Linked DNA regions of Sus scrofa: region 1 is linked to region 2. A link is a contact called in public Hi-C data. All regions are on one chromosome and are shown on one strand. The core of a region is the stretch at or near the end of the contact, and the rest is flanking DNA. Distances in the headings are between cores, read along the strand shown. Region 1 overlaps SPIDR (DNA repair-scaffolding protein). Region 2 overlaps SPIDR (DNA repair-scaffolding protein).

What was found. A called contact is a pair of places that touch in the nucleus more often than the background predicts.
Region 1: a Hi-C map of skeletal muscle shows a contact between it and region 2, with 2.4 times the contacts expected there. A contact is called at or near these places in 12 of 47 Hi-C or Micro-C datasets (alveolar macrophages, embryonic fibroblasts, liver and 5 more) and 2 of 2 datasets of targeted methods (alveolar macrophages and skeletal muscle).

Annotation. Positions count from the first base shown.
Region 1 is chr4:80,152,905-80,159,337 of Sscrofa11.1, reverse strand. The region is part of intron 5 of SPIDR (DNA repair-scaffolding protein); the gene reads left to right. Among named protein-coding and RNA genes, the nearest start is that of SPIDR, 35 kb to the left of the region's middle.
Region 2 is chr4:80,021,811-80,028,328 of Sscrofa11.1, reverse strand. All of the region lies in intron 8 of SPIDR (DNA repair-scaffolding protein), which reads left to right. Among named protein-coding and RNA genes, the nearest start is that of CEBPD, 150 kb to the right of the region's middle.

The DNA.
Region 1 (6,433 bases), core at 2,393-4,892, 130 kb before region 2:
TTTTCTCTAGACACATTTTTCAAGTCCTAAGTTGATGTCAGTTTGGACTATCATCCTTTGCAGGACAAGAAGTGTGCACTCAGATCTTCTGTTGCGAGGAACCTAGTTGATTGATGGCCCCAACTGCCATCCTTCAGGACCCACTATTATGTTTGTACTGGGGCCATACTTCCCAGGGGCTTGTCCCAATACTTGACCATGGAATATGGCAGGGTTGTGAGATAGAGTCACACAGAACTGCTTGAGGGGTGACTTTGACGACATACCATCAGCCAAGCCAAAATTTCCTAGTGCTTCACTGCCATTAGAAATTCTTCTACTGAATCCTCTTTCCTTCTCCTTCACCTTTCATAGTTGTCAGACCTGCACTGTGGCCTTAAAGCTCTCTTTGACTCCTGCTTTCTCCCCTTTATCCTTTGCAGGTACTTCCCCCAATAAATTTCTCATGTAGTAGCCAATGCTGTGTTGGCATCTACCTTTCAGGAGACTTTAACTCATACCTGCATACCTCTACCCAGTATCTTGTAGTCACATCAGCACTTTTTTCCTAGTACTTCCCTGTGCTCATACCTAAAACCACTCTCCTTTGTTTATTCAGTATTTCACATAGGCTGAAAGAAACCAACTATGTGATGTGCAGTTTTTGTAGACTTGCCTCTACTTATAGTTTGTTTTTCCTTGAATTTCCATAGCAGCATGCCCTGAGAATTCTCTGGTGGTGAAGTGGTCCATTGAGCCTGGGAAATGATAGCAGCCAATCAAGGCATCTATATCAAGCAAGTTACCATTGTGGGCACTAGACCTTAGTGCTGTTGGGAATCTTTGGAAGCATCAGAATTATGCCTCCAGAGGGTTAAGGAAGCCCGAGTATTTATATATAATCCCTTCATTCATTGGTTGAGGGTTGCTTCTTGGTGGAGACAGGGGATAGGAGTGTTTCCTAATTCTTACAAACTACTGTGCAGGTAGAGAAAAATGGGTCCCAACAGCCAGATGAAGCCCTGATGCAAAGAAATGAGGGTGCTGAAAGTTGGAAATAGGGCCAGCATCACTGAAAAGAGGTAGGAGATGTGAGTAGGGTGTTGACAGAGTCAGTTACAGTGTTAAAATGAGTTGTGCACTTTGAATAACATGGAGGGGGAAGATTTGTACTATAATTGGGAGTTTTATAACTGTTTCTTAGCTCTTCAGAAATAAAACCTTCCTTATATAACTCACAAGGCTATTACTTTTTGCATCTCATGTGTGTTTGTAGAAATGGAACATACATGGTGAGTGGATATTTACTCTACAGAAGAATTGTATTTTAACTCAGTGGGAAGCCTTGATTATTTCACATCTATCTTGAATCCAGTTCCCAGGGTGGGGTGAGGGATGTTTTTGAATTAGGAAACATACATACATGCCTATAAAGACAGTTCCATCAGTTCTCTGTAACAGAGTTCTCCTAGTCTTTGTGTAAAGTTTACTGAACTCATAGTAACAGCATTTGTTAATAACATCATGAGTGCTTCTGATGTTGTGGGACTCTCTTCTAAGTGCTTAGCTACATACAAAGCATATTTAAATCCCACAGTAACTTTGTGAGGTGGGAACTATTACCATTCCTGTTTTCCAGATGAGGATTCTAAAACAGAGGGATTGAGTAATTTTCCTATGGTTATAAAGTAGTAAATGATTGAACCTGGATTTTTTTTTTTAAAAGAATATAGTTGATTTTACAGTCAGTTTCTGCTGTACAGCATAGTGACCCAGTCATACACATGTATACATTCTTTTTCTCATACTCTCTTCCATCATGTTCTATCCCAAGAGATTGGATATAGTTCCATGTGCTGTACAGTGGGACTGCATTGTTATCCATTCTAAATGTAATGATTTGCATCTACCAACCCCAAATTCCCCATCCAACTCACTTCCTTCCCCCTCTCCCTTGGCAACCACAAGTCTGTTCTCTATGTCTGTGAGTCTGTTTCTGTTTGATAGATTCATTTGTGCCATATTTTAATTTCCACATATAAGCAATATCATATGGTATTTGTCTTTCTCTTTCTGACTTACTTCACTTAGTATGAGAATCTCTTGGATTGAAAGAATCACTATTGTCAAAATGACTATGCTACCCAAGGCAATCTACAGATTCAGTGCAATCCTTATCAAATTACTAGTGACGTTCATTCTTTATAGAACCAGAACAAAATATTTTAAAATTTGTATGGAAACACAAAAGACCCCGAATAGCAAAAGCAGTATTGAAAAAGAAGAACGGAACTGGAGGAATCGGATATCCTGACTTCAGACTATACTACAAAGCTACAGTAATCAAAGCAGTACTGGGACAGAAACGGAAATACAGATCAATGGTACAGGATAAACACAAGCACCTATGGTCAAGTAATCTATGACAAAGGATGAGAGAACCTACAGTGGAGGAAAGATAGTCTCTTCAATAAGTGGTGCTGGGAAAACTACACAGATATATGTCAAAGAATGAAATTAGAACATTCTGTAGGAGTTCCCATTGTGGCTCAGTGGTAAAGAACCCAGCTAGTATCCATGAGGACACAGGTTCAATCCATGGTCTTGCTCAGTGGGTTGAAGATCCTCTGGTATTGCCATGAGCTATGGTGTTGGTCACAGATTGTGGCTTACATTTGGTGTTGCAGTGGCTGATGGCGTAGGCTAGCAGCTGCAGCACTGATTCGACCCCTAGCGGGGAACTTCCATATGCCATGGGTGAGGCCCTAAAAAGACCCAAAAAAAATTTCTCTAACACCATACACAAATATGAACTCAAAATGAACCTAGATTTTACTCAGGGACTTTGGCTTCAGTGCTGTGGTCCTGACCATTTTGTCAATAATAGTAATAGCAATAATATTAATAAAACACAGTAACCCTGAGTTCTTTCTTTATCTGAGACACTTTGCTAAGTGCTGATGGTGTTATCTAGATGTTATTAGCCCCATTTTATAGATAAGGGAATGGAGACATAGCTAATAAATGTCAGAATGAGCTTCTAACTCATAGAGTCTGGTCCCAAGTTCTCTTAATTACTTAAGTTCATTTTCTTGAAGTATAGCATCATTACATAACAACTTGGAGGAAAAGCATGATGGAAATCAAAGACCATAATGTTGCCTTTTAGGACATTTGTCAAATGGAGTTGATTATTGATGTGATTTTTCCTATGGTTCAGTATTGCTGTCTGGGTTTTTGATTTATCTTATTAGTGTCTTCCAAGAATCATTCCTATAGAGGGCAGCAGAGATACAGCAGTGAGTTTTCTGTGTAACCTACATTTTTAAGGAAGTGTGAAGAAAATTGGATTTAGGTGAGCTTTGTTATGTAATTTTCTTCTGCTTTATGTAGTGACTCCTATGCAAGTATAGGCTAATAGGTTTAATAAATATCAGATAACCCTAGTGAGGTTTGAGCTTTTGGTGAAGGTGCGTAAGAGAAGCTGGCTGGCATAAACAAGATCTGAAAGTAGTTCATGTAGGATTTGTTTTTTGTTTTTTGCTTTTTTTGCTTTTTCAGGGCCACACCAGTGGCATATGGAGGTTCCCAGGCTACAGGCCCAATTGGAGCTACAGATGCCTGCCTACACCACAGCCACAGCAACACCAGATCCAAGCCGTGTCTGCCACCTACACCACAGCTCACAGCAACACCAGATCCCCAACCCACTGAGCGAGCGAGGCCAGGGATTGGACCTGCATCCTCATGGATGCTAGTCCGATTCATTTATGCTGTGCCACAGCGGGAACTCTCTAGTTCATGCAGTTTTAAAGGGAAAACAAATGTGATTTTCAAATTTGAAATATGGATTCATTGTTATAAAACAGATGTGTTCCTTGGTACAACATTGTAAATCAATTATACTTTAATTTTTTTTTTTTTTTTTTTTTTTTTTGTCTTTTGTCTTTTTGTTGTTGTTGTTGCTGCTATTTCTTGGGCCGCTCCCGCGGCATATGGAGGTTCCCAGGCTAGGGGTTGAATCGGAGCTGTAGCCACCGGCCTACGCCAGAGCCACAGCAACTCGGGATCCGAGCCGCGTCTGCAACCTACACCACAGCTCATGGCAAGGGCAGGGACCGAACCCGCAACCTCATGGTTCCTAGTCGGATTCCAATTATACTTTAATTTTAAAAAAAGGTAAAAAAACAAACAAAATAACCAGTTGTGTTTTTTGTACTCTTAACAGTAGGGGCAGAACAAATAATTCAGTATGTCACAGAAGATGAAATATGGAAAAGGTTTAACAGAATTGGAATAAGCACAGTTTTATATTCTCACATAGGAGGATATTTAGAAAGTGATCAGACAAACTTAGAAAGTATTTGTAGATTGAATGAGCATATTTATAATTCTCTATTTTTATTTATTTCTATATATTCAGAAGACATTCAATTTCACTTTAGTTTTAATGATGAATTAGAATAAAATGATATGACTATGTATTAATTGTTAGTCTAAGTGCTATCCAATGTATATACATCGTTATAGAGTTGAAAGAATTTAATTATCATAATCAAAAGCACTCAGAAACCCTCTCTAAAATAAGTTTACATAGAAATTGACAAGGGAGTTCCAGTTGTGCTCAATGGAAATGAATCCGAGTAGTATCCATGGAGATACGAGTTTGATCCCTGACCTCACTCAGTGGGTTGGAGATCTGGCGTTACTGTGAGCTATGGTGTAGGTTGCAGATGTAGCTCGGATCCTGCGTTGCTGTGGGTGGCCTAGGCAGGCATCTGTAGCTCCGATTCGACCTCCAGCCTGGGAACTTCCATGTGCTATAGGTGTGGCCCTAAAAAGCAAAAAAAATGGAAAAAAAAAAAACAAAACTGACAACATTTGTAAAGGGAAATACGGAGTTTTTAGTCATGATTTTGTTTGATTATATATGAAAGATTCCATTATAGAAACATTATACTTAAGAACAACATCTATTGTCCAGTGTGTTCTCACGATAAAAAAGGTGGAGTGTTATAAGTTGTATTGAGGAGTAGATATTTTTTGGTTTTTATTTTATATTACAATTTTGTGTGTATATATCTATGGTCTATCTGTTCATGATCTCTTAATATTATAGCATATTTTGGCTTTTATTCTTTTTAATGAAGTGAGTGTGAAAGAATGTGCCAGTAGCATTAATAGCATCTGTTTCAGAACTTACATCCTTATTTATTCATATCTTTCTTAATTGGCTAAACTTTAGTTTGTGACAGAACAGGACAGGGACTTTGTCAGTTTGGGGCCAGTATAAATCTTCCTCCTCTTTCATTATCACCCTGTCATCCCATTTCCCTTCATTTTCCTCTTTCTTCTCCTTCCTTTCATTTCCCCAGTTATCTGTTTTCTGGTATAAGAAGGAATAGAATAGAAAAAGGACTACTGTAGGAATTCAGGTTACAACTATATATAAATTAAAATGTAATGATATAAGTAATCACAGTGTGACTTTTATAGTCCTCTAGTTTTCTAATTTAAAAAATTCTTAGGAGTTCCACTTTTAGTAATGACAGTAGCGTGTTTCAGATTATTTTTCTTACAAATAACAATGGCAAATTATGGACAAATAAACATTTTTGAAATATATTTATATAAAGGTATAAAAAGAATATAAAAGTGAAGGCACAGTAGATGGGCAGGCAGCTGGCAGAAACTGAAGGGGTTGTCATTTAGAAGACGAGGGTGGCCCAAACAAGGAGAGTTTTTCACTATTCTCTGCTTTTTGCCCCCATCAATGTAGTTTAAAGTGGCTAAACTTGTATAGATATCACAACACAGAGTTTGGGGTGGCTGTAGGAGCTTAAAAGTTAGAGTAGGAAGGAAGGAACCCCCAAATTATGCATCTATATCTTATAAGATATAGGAACTACACAGATTTCAATTACTTTCTACTACATGTGAGAAAGCATTATGGAGAGTGAGTATAGCCAACGGCCATTTAAGCAAAAAAGTAAATAATCTTCAGAAGAGCATAAGAGATTCCAGAGTGTAAAAAAAAAAAAAAAAGTATCACTCTAATGCCTATGTTTATACACACACAAACCCAGAAAATGTGACCTATACTTAAATGAAAGGACAGTTAATTGAGATGGACCTTAATATGACTTGTATATTGGAATTAGCCTACACTGTAGGTAGGAGTATAAATTGATGCAACCATTATGGAAAACATTATGAATCTTACTTAAAAAACTATATAAACAATATATAGTATTATATATATTTAGAAAAATATATTTTTCTGAAAAAATAGAAATACCATGTGACCTAGCAATCCTACTTCTGGGCATATATCTGGAGCAAACCATAATTTGAAAAGATATGTGCACCCCAGTGTTCATGGCAACACTGTTTACAACATCCAGGACATGGAAGCAACCTAAATGTCCATCAATGGAGGAATGTGTAAGGAAGA
Region 2 (6,518 bases), core at 154-2,653:
TAACCTGGGATCCGAGCCGCGTCTGTGACCTACACCACAGCTCAAGGCAACGCTGGATCCTTAACCCACTGACCAAGGCCAGGGATCAGACCCGCAACCTCATGGTTCCTAGTCAGATTCGTTAACCACTGAGCCATGACGGGAACTCCTAAAATATGTTTTTTGATAATACCTGTAATTTCTACTTATGATTGTGGTACTTTTTTCTAAAAGTTCTCATCATAAAAATTGCCTAAAACTCATCAAGGAATCTTCAGTGTCCTTATTAATCAGAAAAATTAAAGCATCTTTGACACATTATTCCATGCCTATTTTATGTACAGTTATGTATACATACATATATGAATACTGACAAAGTTACAGTACAGTGGATACATGGAAACTTATATCCATCTTATAATTGAATAATTCTTTTTGGAAATCAGTGTCTCTGTGTATAGGAAATGTGATAAGACATTTCATTCAATTTAATTATCTATGCCTGCAAATTAATTCCAAGGGTATTATTTAGCAGAAACAGAAAAAATGGTATGCATAGAACATGTTTTGTAATAGACTCCTCTCTCCTCCCCAAGAAACATTTTACAGTTTTAGAGTTTAATAAGTATAGAGGTTCATTATATAGCATGCGAAGATATTCAGTAAAGCATGTAAGGAAAACAGAGGACAAAATATCATGTACAGTACATTTGCAAACACATTAATAAATACACTTGGAAAAATCTAGGAAGTTGCAAATGAAAATTGTATGTAAGATTACATGTATGTTTGTATTTTATTTGTAATATTTACATTGTGCAGTTTCTTTATACAATATTTCTTTTTAGAGAAAATGCATCCACTACTTTCCTTTTCATTTTTTTATTAAGTTTTATTGAAGTATAGTTAATTTACAAGGCTGTGATAATTTCTGCTGTACAACAAAGTGACCCAGCCATACATATACACATATCCCTTCTCTATGCAGCCACCACTTTTGGAGGCATACTTGCATGGGACTTTCTTCTCTTCCTCCTCTAAGAGAGTTTGGAGACAGGTGGGGCGTTATTTAATTGAGGAAGGCCTTTTGGTTGAAGCCCAAATTATTTTGTTGTTTATCTTACCCTGTCTCTATACTAAGGCCTAAGGTGATTTGGTCTGCTGTTGATTGTTGTTAAATCATTTTTTTTCTTGCTTTTTTCTCCAAAGGGGAAAACAAAGAAACCAAAATTTTGAAGATCAGTGGTAAATATGCTTCATAAAACCAGCTCTGTACCCCTCCCCCTTTTAAATGTCCATCTTTAAAGGGCAATGTGAAGGAGTTCTTACTGTGATTTAGTGCAGGCCTTAGCTGTTATCTCATCTGAGGGGTTTTGCTGGAGGCTGGAGTTTCCCGGCAGCCCTGACCGCAGAGAGGTGGAATGTGGGGCTGACGTCACAGCCGCTCCTGGGAATGTTTTGCATTCCTCTTCCAGGCAGTGGTCAGGTGGCTTCCAGCAAGAATGAAGGACAACAACTTCCAAAGAAGAAAAAGAGAGAGGAGGAAAAGAACAGTTTATAATCAAACTGTTGTGGGGGAGGCACTTTTATTCTGAGCCAAAACTGAAATTAGGACCAGATGTCTTACATTCTGATGCTGCACGAATGTTAAATACATTTATTAATGACTGTAATAGCTGAGCTATTTGGCTTTTTCCTGAACTTAAGTTTTGAAACTCTGTTTAAGAATTGTGGGAAAACAACTTGTAGCTGACATTTTAACTGTGAAAGCAGCATTCTGAACGCAAATTGGAAACGTGGCCCTCTGAGGGCTGGGTGCCGTCCTTAATGGACAGACAGGCTGTTTTCAAGTTTGTTAATCTTCTAAAAAAATCGCTTCTGAAACATAAAATCTCTGTAACTTACTGATGTATTTTATGCTAAACAAGTAACTTCAATCCATTAATTAGGGAAGGAGGTATATTCTATAATAATATTTGCTATAAAGGGTTTCTTTCCTAATAATATTTACATTTCCATTGTTATTTCTGTATAATTGCATTACTGGCCAAGCCAAATATTCAAAACAAAACTTAGCAGATTCTTAATATAACAAAATAGGTTTTCCAAAGTCATGTAACTTTGTAGTAATGTGTACAACATAAAATTGGACAGTAACTGAGTTAAATTGTAAACTTAATTTGTGTTTCCTCTCTTCTAGGCACTGAATTGTCTTTGCTCAGATTGATTATACTGGTTTAGCAAATCGTTGTTTGTCTACTTATTTTAAAATAGATTTTTTTTTTAAACAAATGCCTTTTAGTAGATTCTTACTTATTTTACATTAAAATAATTCTCCAGTTTAAGTGAAATGTGTTTGAATATTTCCTGTTATACATTGAAATGGAAAGTTGGCTTCCTGTGTGGGTCATGTTGCTAGTAAGGAATTTCCAGAAATGTGGAGAAGTGCTGACTCATAGTGTACAGTGGACTGATCCTGCTGCAGTAAGGCTTGAGGGGGTTTTCTGAGCTCCTGGCTGGAGAAAGCAAAATATGCCTGTGTAATGTGCTATTTTATTTTTAGACATAGCAGTAGGGGTGGAGAAGAGGCTGTTGTTTGGGATAAGATCCTTGCTAATAGCTTTAAAATGACTAAAAGCTCTAGGGTTAGGTGTGTGTCTAAATGTGTGTTTTTCTACAGTCTATTATTAGAGTTTGGAAAACAGGTTGTTTTTGTTGTAGTCGCCTACCGTTGTTCTCTCTGTGTCTTGCCCCACTTGCGAACCCCGTGCCCTCAGCCTGGAGTGGTGATTGGCTGTGGGCTCTGTAAAACGTCAGTGACAGTGGTCTGTGCATTTGAGGGATTGGTCCCGAAAATGGCCTGTAGTATTTCATCCTTTATGTCTGTGATCAGAAGTTCCTGATCTCATAGTAACAATTTATTAAAAACTTTAAATATTAGCTGACAATAGTTAAGAAATAAACTAGGGTTTGTTGCATTTAATGTGTCTGGCTCTGTCTTGGATGTTTTACATTTGTTAAACTATCTGAATATGCAGTTACTGGTTGAGATTAATTTTCATTCATTTGGTATGGAGATGTCTGCTAGTTTTAGGGGATGGGGCTTTGTATAACAAAAATTTACTTCTAAGCACCTATCTGGTCTCAAAAAGTTAATATATCCCAAATGTATTCATCCATCAATTCCACAGACACTTGCTGAATAACTGCTTTATGCCAAGATGGTGCTGCTGGGTTCTAGGCGTTAACTGCTAGGCACTGCGAAAGATGTGCTTCTTGTATCATCTTTGAGAGGAGATGGTGCTGCAGCCCAGAACAGGGAACACATGTCAATAATTGGGTGCAGCATTCCTTTACGTTATGGTAGAAAGCTACAGGTACAGCAAGGCACAAAGGGGGATATTCAGATCTATGCTAAATTCTATGGAGTTAGTTTCTTTTGATATGATTCTGAGGATGTCAGCATTGATGGTTGAAAGTAAGTTAAGTAGGCAGTGCTAAGAAAACAATCTGATAGGGAGATGAGGGCAGTAGTAATGTATGTGTGACAGATACTGAGACTGCTTAAAAGGAAATTTAATAATTATTGTAAATCATACACTGCAAATCATTTCCTTATGTTCACACATGCAGCTCACAAAACATCACGACTGCCCTTCGTGTCTGAGGTCTACCTTTCTCACATACTCTTGAAGAATTTGGCTATTTGGTAACAGGTAATCATGGAATCATAGAACATGTTTTAAAACTGTTTCCTGTGATTTTGAATGTTGTTAAAAGGAAGGACTCTTGTCTTTCTTGTGAGCAGAGCCTCTGCCACAGGCAGTGGTGCACGGGCCCTTACATGCTCTGCCTTGCATTCGCAAGACCCACTGAGCTGTCGTTCTGGGGGGCACTCATTGTTTCACCTGAACACTCACCAAGGTCCCCTTCTGCTAAAAGGTGCAAAAGGAGTTGTTGACCTATTTTGAAGGGTGTTTATGAGGATTTATGAACACAGTGAAACTCCTGTTTCAAAATTGGAGTATCATTCTAAATGTATACTCTCTAAACACTTGGTAAAGAAGACCCTTGTCAAATTCCCTGGGTCGTGAGTGAGAACTAATGAGCACTAGCAGGCAGTAGCCATCAGCCCTGATGCTGGAAGTGACGCCCCTGCGCCTAGAGCCTGTCATGCCATCCACACTGGATCCTTAGGTAATCTTCAAAGCTCAGGGCCATATATGTTTCTGTAATAGGACTTACAGGACTTTATGTGCTTTTTGTCCATTGTTCCTAATTACTCTGTGCAAGTCCAGGTACTAAGTTTTATAAATTACTTTTCCATGCATATCTGGTAATTGTGTAGAAATTTAATATTACTATCGTCTTAAACAGAAACTCTGTACCCCTTAAATAATAATTTCCCATTCTTCCCCCCAACCATCTCTCCCAACTCCTGGTAATCTCTATTATACCCTCTCTATATATAAATTTGCCTATTCTAGGTAACTCATGTAAGTGGAGTCATAGAGTATGTGTACTTTTGTGTCTAGCTTATTTCATTTAGCATGATGTCATTCAAGTTCATCCATGTTGTACCATGTCAACATTTCATTTTCTTTTAAGGCTAAATACTGTACTGTTGTATGAATGGACCGCATTTTTTTTTTTCATTCATTCATCTGTTGATTGATATTTGAGCTTGTTTCCACCTTCTGGCTATTGCGAATAATGCTACTATGAACATTTATATAAATATCTGTTTCAGCCCCTGCTTTCAATTCTTCTGAGTATATACCCAGGGGTGAAAATGGCCTATAATATGGTAATTTTGTGTTTTAATTTTTTGAGGAACAATTATAGTTTTTTACAGTAGCTATACCATTTTGCATTCCCACCAGCAATACACACAAGGGTTCCAGTTTCTCAGTATCCTCACCAATGCTTGGTATTTTCCTTTTCTTTTCTGTGTATTTATTTATTTATTTATTGGTCTTTTTGCCTTTTCTACGGCCGCTCCTGCGGCATATGGAGGTTCCCGGCTAGGGGTCTAATCAGAGCTGTAGCTGCCGGCCTACGCCAGAGCCACAGCAATACAGGATCCAAGCCGCATCTGTGACCTACACCACAGCTCATGGCTACGCCGGATCCTTAACTCACTGAGCAAGGCCAGGGATCAAACCCGCAACCTCATGGTTCCTAGTCGGATTCATTAACCACTGAGCCACATCAGGAACTCCTTCTTTTCTTTTTAAATAGCCATTCTAATTGGTGTGAGGTGGTATTTCATCCTGGTTTTGATTTGCATTTCCTTAATGACTGGTGATAATGAGCATATAATAACTTTTAAATTCTGAAGTAGTCCCAGGAAACAAAAGTTTGCAGCAGAGATGCAGAGTTCCTTATCCGGCCTTCTTTACTCCAATTCCAGTCCCTCTAGCCCACAGACACAGTTGCTTGATGTGATCTGTATCTATGACTCAAGGCTGGGGCCACTGCTCTCAGGGCTCAGAAAGAGATTGGTGGTGGTTCTCCAATCAGGTTGTCTTTCAGTGACATGTCCTTTTGCTCTAGTTGTATCAAATTCATTAGGTATCCAAAGTGATTATGTTCACTTACACTTACTAGTTTGCTTAGAAAAACCAAGCTTTTAATCTAAAGCTATATGTAGGAATTAAATAATGGGAAAAGAAAAGGTCATAGCATTATTACTGCAGTGAGAACATATTGAAATCACCAATTCAATGAAATGTTTGCTTATTTCTCTATGAGTAATTTTATGGTTTCAATATTTAACTCTTTAGTACATATGAAATTTTTTTAGTGTATATTGTGATCAATATAGGGATCAATTTTAATATTTTCCAAATAATTTTATCCGCTTCATTTTTTAAATAACTTTCTTCCATGGATTCTAAATGTATCCCTTATCACTTACTCTATTCCTGTGTATCCTAGGATATATTTCTTTGCTCTGTATTCTGTTTTGTTGTGTTGATAGTCTGTAAACCCTGCCATAAAGCCGTGCCTTGCTTCTGTGTGTTTGACTAATTTATAAATAAATAAACTTAATGGGGGACAAAGGATTGTAGAGCTGTGTGACAGGGCACATCAGAGTCCTGGCTTCAGAAAGGAACTCATCTTCATCTTAGACTTGCTTTAGTGTTGAGCACACAGCAGGTCTGGGATGTCAAGTTTCCTTGACTCTTTTGTAGTCTGTTGATGAGAAAGGAGAATGTTGGGGTTCCTGAGAAAACTTATGCAAACTTGATGAGGCTCAAAGAGTTTTCTAGGGACATGCCTGCAGCTTTACCTTTTCCTGACGTGCTGTGCAGCTTCCATATTAACTGGATGTGACCTTTTCAAGGCTTTGCTTTTTCAGAGGAAAATGCGTGAGTAGCATTTTGAGAATGCCTCTTGGATCTAAGTCATCTCTCCACAGAGAAGCTCCTCAGAGTGGGTGTCAAATCAGAGGCAGAGTGGTTAGAATCCAGTGGTAGGGGGGTGCTCCAGAATGACCTCATTTAGTTTTGCTGTAGACATTTTATTAAGTGCCT